2 separate regions of the Mus musculus genome follow, and region 1 is linked to region 2. Evidence: chromatin contacts called from public promoter capture Hi-C data. All regions are on one chromosome and are shown on one strand. The core of a region is the stretch at or near the end of the contact, and the rest is flanking DNA. Distances in the headings are between cores, read along the strand shown. Region 1 overlaps Akt3 (thymoma viral proto-oncogene 3). Region 2 overlaps Sdccag8 (serologically defined colon cancer antigen 8).

The links. Promoter capture Hi-C pulls out the DNA fragments that hold promoters and counts their contacts.
Region 1: a promoter capture Hi-C map of the HPC-7 cell line shows a contact between it and region 2, with 3 times the contacts expected there. The contact joins two enhancer-like sites. A contact is called at or near these places in 10 of 39 promoter capture datasets (the C10 cell line, the HPC-7 cell line, cranial neural crest and 4 more), 1 of 15 datasets of contacts at CTCF or cohesin (pro-B cells), 2 of 484 Hi-C or Micro-C datasets (the HPC-7 cell line and cortical neurons), 3 of 115 datasets of contacts at active chromatin or transcription factors (differentiating embryonic stem cells, embryonic basal ganglia and embryonic forebrain) and 1 of 9 other capture datasets (embryonic tail).

What each region holds. Positions count from the first base shown.
Region 1 is chr1:177,148,662-177,155,065 of GRCm38.p6, forward strand. All of the region lies in intron 1 of Akt3 (thymoma viral proto-oncogene 3), which reads right to left. Among named protein-coding and RNA genes, the nearest start is that of Akt3, 97 kb to the right of the region's middle. Within about 2 kb of position 2,055, at least 80 of the 459 cell types and tissues checked have an H3K27ac peak or open chromatin away from gene starts, as enhancers often do. A contact at or near this core is called in the HPC-7 cell line, where this site is marked.
Region 2 is chr1:176,870,091-176,876,804 of GRCm38.p6, forward strand. It overlaps Sdccag8 (serologically defined colon cancer antigen 8), which reads left to right. Exons shown (of 18, transcript NM_029756.3): 11 at 4,474-4,608. Among named protein-coding and RNA genes, the nearest start is that of Sdccag8, 59 kb to the left of the region's middle. Within about 2 kb of position 4,266, at least 7 of the 459 cell types and tissues checked have an H3K27ac peak or open chromatin away from gene starts, as enhancers often do. A contact at or near this core is called in the HPC-7 cell line, where this site is marked.

The DNA of each region.
Region 1 (6,404 bases), core at 805-3,304, 280 kb after region 2:
TTCCTGCAATGACAGCTATTGTTTCCTTTGTAGACTAAATTCAAACAGTTTAAGTGACTTTTATAAGCTCACATATCTAAGTGATATTTAAATCTAGTCCCTTTAACTTCAAAATTAATCTGCCTTTACTATTTCAATCACGTCTCTATGTGTACTGGCCTGTATTAAGGTTTGTTACATGGCTCTGAAGAAATGAGCAAATAAGTGACTACTACAGCATGGACAGACAAGTTTGCTTTCCTCAAGCTTGCTTTAGTCAGCTGCTCATTAACATACTGACCTCTGGCAAATCACACTCTCAATTTAACAAAAACTCTATGTGAAAAATGTCAGTTGCTTGTCCCAAAGTTAGGAAGGGTCTCAGGACTGAGTGTGAAACTACAAATAATATGTGCATAATTCTACATTTCCTAATGAAATACAAAGGCAAAGGAGAGGTCCAGTGAAACGGGTGACTATGCTTTCTCAGCAAGCACAGATTAGAGTTGTTGGAGAAGAAACTGAAAATAAAATACATTTTCCCCCTAGAAAGACCAGACTTGACTTCTTTATGAGGAGTAGAAAATAACCCTTTCAGAAAAACATTATCATGGACCTAAAGCTATCAGGATGCCGGCCTTTCAACCACACTTCAGGCATTTTTACTTAACAAATATGCAACAAGACCTTACATGTTTAAAATGGCGAGAGTATACCAAAACTCAAAATAAGCAATCTTTCTTATTAATTCTTCTAGCAGTTTCTTTTTTAATTAAAAATTCCTACAGAGTTTTAAAGGGGAAATTTAAAAACTGAGGCTCTCTCTTTTAGTCATTTCATTCATACTGCTATTCAACTTTTACCAAAAACTGAAGTATTCTTAAAAAAAAAAAAAAAACTTGGAAAACCTCTATATAACATCACTGTATCATTCAATTATCTGAGATGAAAGGAAAACATTTGAATAAATACACTTACTTCTACATATGTACCTAAGAGGATTCTAGATATTCAAAAATCTAAGACCTAATGCCACAAAAGGCCAAGGGGGGAAAAAAAATCAACTCATTAATGCTTGATGAGGATTCCAGCCATTAAAAGACACAAAAACAAAGAGAAAGAATATTATTTTTAAAAATAAGGCCAATGTAACTCACACCTCCTCTCTCTCTGTCTCTCTGCCTCTCTCTCTCTCTCTCTCTCTCTCTCTCTCTCTCTCTCTTTCTTGCAGCACAGGGAACATCTGGGTTTAAAGTTTTATAGAATTACTCAAGAAAATAAATGTGATATTAAGTTAATTAAGTTACTCTAGTAGTAAACTATAGAATAAATCAACCCACTTTCAAATGATAGTTTTAAGTGCTGCCCAGTTAAATTGTCAGTGGAATCATTAAGAAGATGGTAACTGAACTAAAAGATTACTAATCAAAAGTTTTTGTTACCAGTTAGAAATTCACATCAAACATTAATGAACTGGGTTTTCTACTGTCTTTGTAGAAAAGTAAGAAAGTTTATATTGCCATTTAAGAAAGTTTTTTTTTAAAGCTTAGACGTGAACAAGAGAAGGAAGAGGAAGTATTACACTCCTAAACTAATTAACAAAATCAGAGGAGGGGGACATGCAGGAAAACAATGATAATTAGTATGTACCCTTGGTTAACCAAATGCACACATACATTCATTCTGTATATGCACAAACATCAGCAGCATCATAAACCGTCTCCAGCTCTAGCTATTATTCAGTTCGACATCTGCACATGTTTATGCGTCTCTCCAAACAACCTCTTGAACACCCTGCTGGAGCTGTCATTTTTTTCTTCTCCCTATCTGGCAGATGGCAAGTCAACAATCGGCATCAACAGCAGCCGAATATCTCCCCCTTTACCGCCCCCCCCCCAAAACAGACACAATAATAACTTCTTTGTGCTTCCCTACAATGCAGCTGCTTAAACCATTTCGTTACAAGGCTGCTTTGCCTTAATAAAAAAAAAAAATCCCTTCTGTCAAGTCTAAAAAGCAGCATAATGTTAAGCAAGCTAAAGCCACAGCACAGCTGCAAACGGGCAGACACATTGACAGCTCCTCCCTTAACAAAGCCCTGTGAATTGAAGGGGTTCATCTGAGGCTCACACAGTAATTAGTATAAAAAAAAAGTCCGACAGCCTCTATTATGCTAAGGAAAAAAAAAAACTGGACAGAACTGGGCTGCTGTTTTGCGTCAAGAGTTCTGTTGCAGAGTAGATAAATCATGTTGGGTTTTTTTCCTCTCTTTTTAAAGACAGTAATAAGGAGGATGAGAGAAGCTAATTTGAAAACTTGGACACAGTAATTGTACCATATGGTGAGCATTTATCCTTTCTGAAATGCACGCTAACAGTCACTTACATGCATACTGCTTTGTTTTACAGTTGTTATTCTCTCTACCATATTCATAAAATGGATTTGAATATCTGATACCAAGAGAAGTTTTGTGTAATTAGCAACAGAACTGCCTAGGTTTAATTTATTGGCCTAGCACAGCAATCTAGTAAAATGCAAAACAAAATTAAACAATGAGTCCACTTTGTAAAGTGTCTTTCTTAACTCTTAAAAAAAAAAAACTTAACAAATACAAGTTCATTGAAGTGTTTTTAAGTTGTTAGTAATTCAGAAAATTCCAACAAAATAAAGTATGATAGTGGATAAGATTTCTACAGCAACCTCAGAGATAAGGCCTCCATGAGAATGACCTTTTACTAATCTCATCTGTTTAATTTCATTAATGCACATAGAACTCTCACTCATACATATTAGTAAACCTAGAAGAAACACTTCCTTCTATGTGCCCTAGAACTGTTTTGTTTTGTTAGAAATTCTGCTATTACATAGTACTGTGCCAAGCACTGTTCTAGACTGACAAAATACAGTATAGAATAGTTTTCTCACTCACTCACTCACTCACTCACTCACTCACACACACACACACAAATACATATATAATTTATGCTTGATATGTATAAACTATAAAAATATAAATAAGCATATTTATGCTTAGATATAGATACACTCTAATATTTTTGTCCACTTCAAAATTCTTTAACATCTCACTGCTTAAAAAAAAAAGACTTTAACAGCATTAATAAACTGTTATCAAGCTCTAACATCCAACTTTTCTTTTGACAAAAAAAATAAAAACCTAGAAAATTATGTTCCATTAGTTTACTGGTTTAAACACTGGTAAATTTACTTTAATGGGATCAATGTTCCTCTTCAGATAGTGTGTTTACCTAACTACTATCATCTATGTTCTAAACACATACTATTCAACTAGAACTCATGGGAATCCTCAAAGTTTCTAGGGAAGTAAAAGCAGCCGTCTAAGCGACTACAATTTGCTGCAAGTATCCTTCTGATCAATGTGGGGGACATTTAAAGTAAAATTTTTAAAGAAACATTATTCCAACAAACCTCCTCCCCAAAAAACTCTAACTAGACTACACTTTGAAATATATTTATCAGTGATAATACTATCCCAACACTCTAGAAGATTTGGCCTATTCTAGAAATTAGACATAATTATAGTCAGAAGAAACAAGGAACTCCATCCAGCAAATACCAACAATCAATTTCTATAATGCATTTCTACCTTGGCTTAAAAGACATAAAATTTATCCTTTACTACTGTATAGTAGCTTCCCTTAATGATACTATTACTGGGTCATACAATCATCTCTGTATATTGCTTTACAGTTTATTAAACACTGTCAAATATGAATAAATCTTAAAAGTTCATTATGTTGGATTACCACTGGTTTGTTGTTTTGTTTGGAAAATACTCACCAGCAACATTTGTGATCCTGTATATTTTCTATATTGGTAAATACAATTACAGTAACAAGATCAAGACAGTATTTGGTATTATACAAAAAAGGTATAAATCCACTAAAGGGATAAAATGACTTCCTTTCTAAAAATATACAAAGAAACATTATATAATAACTAATCTAGTATAATTGAATGTCAGAAAAATGAATAACCTTGTTTTAAAAAACATGTTAAATGCCCTACAGTGGGTAGAAGGAACTTATAGAGCTCACTTCCAGCAGGAAGACAGCACATCGGGTAAGGGAGGGGGTTGCCATCCCACAGTCAAAACTCTGACCCATAATTGTGCCTGTCTGAAAGAACTGCAGGGATGGAAATGGAGAAGAGTCTGAGTAAAAGAAGATCCAGCAACAGGCCCAAAGTGGGATCTAGCTCACGGGGAGGTCCAAGGCCTGACACTATTACTGAGGTTATGGAGTGCTCACAAAAAGAGACCTATCACAACTGCCCTCTGAAGGACTCAATAAGCAGCTGAAAGAGTCTGATATTTGCATTCAACCAATGGACAGAAGCTGCTGACCCCTATGGCTGTATTAGGGAAATGCTGGAAGAAGCTGAGAAGGAGGGGACCCTGTAGGAGGACCAGCAGTCTCAATTAACCTGGACCCCTGAGATCTCTCAAACACTGGACCACCAAACAGGCAATATATACCAGCTGATATGAAGCCCTCAACACATATTCAGCAGAGGACTGCAGAGTTTGGGTTCAGTCAGAGAAGATGCACCTAACCCTCAAGAGACTGGAGGCCCCAGGGAGTTTTAGAGGTCTGGTTCGGTTCAGAGAGGGCTGGAGGGTGTGGACATCCTTGAAGAGACAGGGGGTGGTGGGAGGAGGTATGAGATGTGCAACAGTGGGAGAGGGTGGACCGGGTGGATCGGGAGAGGAATATAATCTGGAGTGTAAAAAAGAAAAAAAAAGTAAATAAATAATTAAAAAATATCTTCTACTATATAAGTTGAAAGCATTTTGTTTTGAGGTTACATTTTTTTTGTAAAGGCTTTTTTGTTTGTTTAATTTATCTTATACTTATTTACTTTGGGGTAGCGTGTGGTGGACAGAAAACAACATGTGGAAATAAATAATAAGTTCTGTTTTCACAGGCTATCAGGTTTGGTGGTAAGCTCTTTAACTCACTAGGTCATCTCACTAGCCCAAGTTTATCTTTGTATATATGAAAGAGACATACGACGTAATTTTGTCCATTTTCCATAATAAAAATATCCTTGTAATAAAAAGTGACTGATCTCATCACCCACATAGAGATAAAAAGCAAGAGTTTGGCTTAACTTTTTTTTTAAAAAAAGTCAGGTTAGGAGTATATTTAAAGGCTGAAAGCTCCAATTAGGTATAAAACCTAAATTGAAAGCCAGCTCTGAAATTTTAATGGGATAATGATGAGTATGGCTTCTGAAACACTGAGGCTCCAGAATCTGATCAAAGGTTTGTAGGTAAATCTATCCATTTCTAAACTACCTAAAGCTGTTTTACATTTTGAGAATGACAAAAACTTCCAAATTTCATTGTCTACTTTCAAAGCTTTTGCTAAATGTTTGTCAAGAGACCAGATAACATTTTAAGGAGAATGTGCCCTTCATGTAAGAAATGTGTGACACCCTTTACCACAGGGATAAAGGAGGACAAACATTATAAAGAACAATGTTGAGAGAAATTTTCAAAGGACATAACTATAAAAAACATTTTAATTTTGACTTACCTTAATGTATACCTAAGAGCTCATATTAAATATAAATAAAGTCTTCATGTGGTGTACAAATCCAAACACAATTTATAATATGTGGGGTACTACTCTTAAAATATTTGTTCCTCACTGTGACAAAGTACTTAGGTAAGAATGCAGTGGTCTATTGGTTTGTTAACAATATTGATAAATGCATATGTAAGGCTTTGTAATGCAAGAAAGTTAACATTCACACTGACTTCCAGAGTAGAATTTTGAACAAGGTACCAGTATACTAAAAATGTTTACCTTTTATTAAGAGGCAAATTAAGCAATTAGCATATCTATCACAAACTCTCATACTGAAAGACTCAGAAGTCAAAAAAAAGCTTAGTATAATATGACATAAACTAACGAGAAGAAAAAAGTCCAACGTAAACAGTGCCCAAAGCTGGCCGGCCTCTTATCAGAGATCTACCCTGTTTTGCCTTTAACCTTACTGCTCTTTCAGTACTTTTGATCATGAGGAGGAGGAGGATGTGGACTAACAACAATAGCTACTGATGATGACCACAGATAGCAATGATGAGCTATTCATTGTAAGGAAACACACTACTCAAGGAATGGGATGCACTATGTGGCAGTATAGAGCCAACTTCCTGTAAGTGAGATATGGAAAGTGATAGAAAAGATCCCATTGTCTTCTCTGGGGCTCTGTGAGATCTGATGTCCATCACTTTCCTTGTCTGTCTCTCATTCGTCCCCCAGGCCAGTTGCATCTGTCCATGAATTCTCTAGTCACAAGCTCTTCACCACCAACTCCAAACTTGCTCTGAGGTTTTTATTCCATCATTAAATGATTGTCTGACCCTTCTGGAAATC
Region 2 (6,714 bases), core at 3,016-5,515:
ACATAGGGAATTTTCATTTGGGAAGCGGCCTGCTGCACGGAAACCGTTTGACTTGGTGGCTTCACAATATAAAACCATTCCGCTGAGGATTCAAATAGGAAGGCAAAACAGAATGATGGAGTGTGCTTGGTCATCTCCTGAGCCAAGGAGGCAGCTGAAGGAGCCCTTTTCACAAGTGGGTGGGCTTCAGCAGATTTGCTCTGAGGATGAGCACGATGTGAGAGGCAGGAGTAACTGACTCCTCATAGCTGGATGCTGTTCTCCTCAAGGAAAATGGCTCCAGGCAGCATGGTGTGAGAGGTGACCCAGGTTGACCTCTCTGGGACCTTATTTAGTCTTCAAGCATAATGAATGCTTTAAGCACTTGACAGGATTAGATGAGATGATGTTTTGAAAAAAAAATGTCCCAATGCCTGTCTTATGGTAGGCATTGAGCCTGCGTGTTACCATTTTTATTTTAGGGACGGCACTGTGGACCTGCTGGGCAGTTTTCTTGTGCCTACGTCAGCACGGACAGAGAAGCTTGAGGATGAACTCGAGCCGTTCCTTACGTGTTTCCTTGAGTGAACTTGGCCAAGTAGCTTAGCTCTCTTAATCTCATTTCAGGGGAACTGAAAATTAAGCCAATACAAGTAATCCAATTTTCATTAATCCAAATCTGATACAATTCTTTCTCTAAAGGGACTTAAATGTTGCATTGTGTGTGCTTGCGTGTGCGTGTGTGTGTGTTACCCAAGCAAAGTACTTAGTTTCCCATTTCACCGAAGTCTCTGCATAATACCACTTCAGCAGTTGTGATGGAGATGCCGCAAACACGGTACCGTGGCCACAGTCACGCATGTATACGTGCTAAGGGCTAGCATGCAAGCACCTGTCTGTCCTTCCTTTGTCCTTCCTTCCTTCTCTCCGTCTCCGAGGCACCTCGCCTGCAGAGGACCTGCGTCTTTACTCAGCCTTCCCTCCTGGATCCTTTACAGCTTCTCAAGCAGATCTGAAATTCACGCCCAGGACAAAAACTTGCCAATGCACAATACTGAATGAGGGATTCATGAAACAATGAGAAGGGAGCTTCCTCATTATATTTTCAAATACTATAATTCATGTGTATGAAAGTGTGCGCACGGCTAAGCGGAAAGCAGGGATCGTCTGTTGTAGCTGTGGAACCACAAAGAAAAGTTTTGCTTTTCAGAACCGCTCTCTTGGGCGGGGAGATGGTGGAGTTGGTGAAGTGCTTACCGCGCAGATGTTAGGACCTGAGTTTGGATCCACAGCACCCACGAGATAAAGCCAGACCTGGCTGTGTGTGCCCACAGTCTCAGTGCTGGGAGGCTGGAGACAAAAAAAGATTCCTGGGGCTTGGGGGCTGGCCAGTGTAGCTGAACCTATGAGCTCCAGGTCCAGTGAGAGACTCTGCCTTAAAAAATAAGGTACATAGTGATGGAAGATGACACCAGGGCTGACCTCTGGCCTCAGCTTGAATATACACACATGTATTTATACACCCACATGCACATGCGTGTACACATACACATGCACACACACACACTACTATGCTCAGGAATACAGTCTAATGGGAAAAGTGACCAATTAATCATTACAATTACGTTGTAAAGTTAGTGTAAAACTAGGCACTCCTGGCTTCCTAACAATGGAAGACTCAAGAGACTAGCCACTCTCCCCACCATGTCCCTTTGAGTGGGAGGCTCTAGACAACAGGTCCCCTGCCTACCTGCCCATATTTGCATCAGTCCCCCAGCCATGTTACCTGCTGTGAGTTTGTCTCCTGCCTTCGGTGTGCTCTCTGAGCCACTCTGGTGTGTTAGTTCAGTCCATCATTTATCATATGCTTATTTGATCACCCCCTACAGTCCACACATTTTCTTAGTTGCTTCCCTTGACAATAGTCCATTGCCAGAATCCCTAATTTGTTCTATCTCTTCTACCCCTTCATGCAATGGTCAGTGTACTGGAAACCACTGTGCAGACATTTCCATCAAGCTCTCTCAACCTCGGCGTCCTTGTCTCTCCCTTGCCCCTGTCAAAGTTTAAAGGACTTACCTGATGTCAGTGCCTTAGACATCCAGCTGTGCTGCAGCTGTCTGTGTTACTTCTGGCTCTGCAACAGATGTGGATGGAGAAACTCCTGCAGTGTAATGCTGACTTCCAGATGGTGGGTGTGGGGGGAAAAGAAGGTGTGACAACAGGAGGGAGGCCTCAGGAAGTGGGTGACAGGAGGCAGCAGACAGGTCGTGGGCAGAGGAGCTAAATGATGGGTGGTAGAAGGAGGGAGGCTGAAGGAAGGAAGGAAGGGAGGGACGGAGGGAGGGATTGGTGTGTGTCTTGTAATAGAAACGGACACAGAGTTTACAATTAACAAAACAACTATCTGCGTATTTATTCTAAACACGGAGCACTCTTAGTATTCTTAACAGATTTATCTCCATATAAATAAGTACTATATTAGTTTTGTTAGCTTGCTACTAAAATTGGCTACTGCTCTTTGGGTCCAGATGACCTATAATTACAGGTTTATGATACGAATAATCATGAACTTGAGTTCTTAAATTACAGAAATTAAATGAAACTCTATTTGCCCTGTTTATTTTCCTGGACCTTTAATTATTCGTTCAGATTGTAATATGCACAAAGATACTTTGTAGTTTGTTATTAGCAAAGCTCTGTGCCAAGGAAGTTTTCAGACAACCTTTAATGTTTGAGACATAACTGTAAATCACATACACAGTTCTCTGTGATTTTCAGGAAAAGTCACTTAGTTGATCATTCTAACTTAGTATCTTCAGGGCTTCTTATTTTCATGTGGGTCAAGTATGCTATTTATGTAATTCAAGTGCAGACACCTGATGACTGTAAAGCTCTTACTTAACTGTAAGCTTTTGTTCAGTATTGACAATGTAAGAGTTTTTATTACCACATGTTAATTATATACAATAATGGGCCTCATCAGTGTGTTTTCATGCGTGTATATAACATATTTTGATGACATTTATCCCCATTAATGTCTCTGATTCCCCTGTTTTTTTTTTTTTGATATATGAACTAGTGAGTTTATTGGGCTTATTTATAGGGCACCAGTTTAGTGTTTCATGTATAGAAGAGTCCACGTGCTGGGGGCAGTGATGGAGCTCAAGCATCTCGCTCTGTCTCCACAGACACAGTGCCCAGGGCTGCATTCCTTCACTTTCAGTGTTAACTAACAAGTTAGCACTGAAAAGTTGGAAGCACTGAACACAGCTCAACCATTAAGCCTAAGGACTGGAAAATGTTTCTAATTCCAAGGAGAAATAAGGAGGACTTGGTGCTATCTACAGACTCCCTCAGAAAAGCCATTTATCCTAATTATTCATCCATATACTCTTGGAACATTTGGTGCCTTTTAATGAACATGTCCTTGAGGAACTTCTAGTCAAAAACCAAAGAGACAGCTAAACACAATGACCGGGTGTGATCAAGCGCCACGCCAGCGGTGTACAGAGGTGGAGGGTGATGAGGTGGATACTCAGAGCGTGCTGCAGGATTCCATGTCAGTGCAACTGTGAGAATACGGCCAGGGGCCAGGGTGGCGTGGATAGCAACAGTGAGAACAGACACAGGCACAGAGCAGGCAGGGAGTTCCCATGCACAGCAGCTAAGTAGCAGCCCCCTGTGTGAAAGACCCCAGCCGGCTATGTGCTGGGCACTGGCCTCAAGGAGGGATTCCTGGAAGACGGAGATAATTGCACATCTACCAGGGCTGATTCCTGATAGGACTGAGGAACACTCATTAATGGAGGCTACATGGGCAGTGCCAACAGAGGAACTGCAGAGAACTCCCTTGTTGACTGGGGAAGGGTCCCTCTTCCTCGCCTCCCTCTCCCTCTCCACCTCCCCTCCCTCTCTTTCTTATCCCTCTCCCTCTCTCTCCTCCCTCTCCCTCCTCTCCTCCTTCCTCTCCCCTTCTCTCCCCCTCTTCCCCTCTCTCTTCTTCCTCTCTGTCTCTTCCCTCTTCCTCTCTCTCCCCTCTCTCTTCTTCTTCTCCCTCTCCTCCCTCTCCTCCCTCTTCCTCTCTCCTCCCTCTCCCTCCCTCTCTCCTCCCTCTCCCTGTCCTCCCCCTCATTCTTTCTAATGGTTAATGATCATGTGGGAAAGGACCCAAGAGTTTCTGGTCCCCATTCTCCCTTTGAAAGGACTCCATTGAAGTCTGTACTGTAACATATTTGCTATCTCAGGGTTTCAAACAACCTTTAGACTTCATTGTTGACACCTTTCACTATTGGTTAGAGGCCAGGGAATGAATAGGAAGGAAAGAGGCATTCCAGGTTATGAGGTGAGCTGAGAAGGTAGAGAAGTGGATCTCTCCAGCCCACAGAGAAAGAGTGTTGAGCCCAGTAGCTGGTAGACAACAAACTAATGAAATAACTTCTTAATTTTCATATTCTCAATACTGTTGCTGAGACTCTTTGTTTCCTCTCACAGATGTTGATCCTGTCTCAGAATATTGCCAAGCTGGAGGCCCAGGTTGAAAAGGTCACCAGGGAGAAGACTGCAGCTGTCAGTCACTTAGAGGAAATTCAGAACCACGTTGCGTCTCAGGAAATGGACGTCACAAAGGTCCGAGAAAGTTTTGCTTTAATAATTGGCTTAAGTACATGTTTTCTTTGAAAACATTTTTCTTTTAAATTTATTTATTATTTTTATTATTGTGTGTGTGTTATGTGTATGTGTGTGGTGTTGATATGTGTATGTATGTATTGTATATGTATGTGGTGTGGTGTGTGTGTTATGTGTGTATGTGGTGTGTGTGTGTTACGTGTGTATGTAGTGTATGTGTGAGTGTGTGTGTGTTATGTGTGCATGTGTGTGTGTACTGTGTGCATGTGTGTGTGTTCTGTGTGCATGTTGTGTGATGTGCATGTGTGTGCTGTATTCAGGCACACGGGAGCACGCATGCTCGTGCACACACACACACACACACACACACACACACACACACACACACACCGTGGTACTCCTATGGAGGTCAGAGTCAATTTTCTCTTTCCACTGTGAGATCTACCTCTGGTTTCAGACCCTCTGAGCAATCTCATTGCATTGAAACCATTTTTCTTTTCTTTTTCTTTTTTTTTTTTTTTCTTTGCTTTTATTTTTCCCCTCTGTGTAGACTTGGCTCTCCTGGGACTCAGAAATCCAGCCTTGCTCTGCCTCTCAAGTGCTGAGATTAATGGTGTGGGCCACTGAAACTACTTTTCTTATTATCCAAAGCTCCATATGTCATTAGAAAGAAGTTTAGAATACAAAGTCTTTTTATTTTAAGAATAGTAAATGTTACTTTAGTGAGTCTGTCAACGGCCATTACTATAATCGCCTCTTCCTCTCCTCTTATTTTATGGTACTGAAAATCCAAAGCTAATTTGTAGCAAAAAATCAATTGGCAAAGACAGACTTGTGAATAGTTCTATTTAATTGTTGAATTTTTAACAAAACTTACCTGTCTAAGTTAGCAAGGAGTGATTCTTTTTCTGTAGATAGTATGAGCCCGGTCTTTCCAATAATTGCTTAAGGCATGCTGAAAGGTTTGTTTGATATAAGAAGTTTCCTCCTCTCTCTTCTGTTTCATATCTACTTTTAAAATCAACATTTTCTATTAAATTCTTAATTTCATCTTATATTTGGCATATTCTTATTTTATTGATTAAGTTATATATTCGTGCCTTGGGCCTCTCTGACCAGTGAAGTGAGAACTAAAACATATAGTGGTTTTAATTGATTTATTTTAAGAAATACTAGTTTGTCTGGATTTCAAGTAAGTCCCTTGACCAGTAAGAAAGCAAATATTTCCAAACATCATATATAAATGAAATCAATTCATTATCACTAAATTTATAGGTAATATTATAATACAATAATATATCTCCTTAAATTTTAATACATTTTATTCTATTGTTGTTTTAAATTAATTAATCATAATTTTTTTAGCCTTTACATTAATTTCTACTTATACAATTTACAAAAGGAGCTGTTTCTCTTCTCTCTCTAATTCTCCATTTACTTCCATCTGTCTGTTTGTCTGGAGACAGGGATGCAGATGGGTCTGTAGAAGAATGGACACACAGGTTTGGGGATGGAAGCCATGGTACTTGTTTGTGATTCCTTATAGGAGACACCTTTTAATGAAGTGTAGTGATGGAAAAAATGAGTTTGTCTCCACAGCTGCCCAACAGGACTCAGACTTCAGAGAGTGACACATTAGACTAAGTGACTTTGAGAAAACCTCCAGTCCTCAGATGATAATTCCGCCTCAGTAGAATGCCTAGACTTACTTTCGAGGTTTGTTGTAGATGAATACAGTAAGCAATGAGCTGAAAGGACTAAGAAAGTGAGAGTTAAAATTAAAGAATGAGGTGATTTTTAGAGGACTCGACTCAGACATTTCTCATGGAGTACATTTAGATAAAGTCTCTGTTTTTCATCATTGAGAAATTGTTATTTTTCTGATGTTATAAATTGAGGGTTGTCCAATTCATCTGTCCACCTATTGAAGCTAAACAGTTTGGAACAGGTTATTTAGCATTTTAAGTTTATAGTGTTTTGAATGGAAGAATCAACTCTCATGCATTACAGATAGACTTGTGTATGGTGCGAGCATTTCTGATGCCCATGGAGCAGCATTGTTGGCTGTGTTTCTGTCTTGTCAGAGCTTTGGAACTCTGCTGCCTT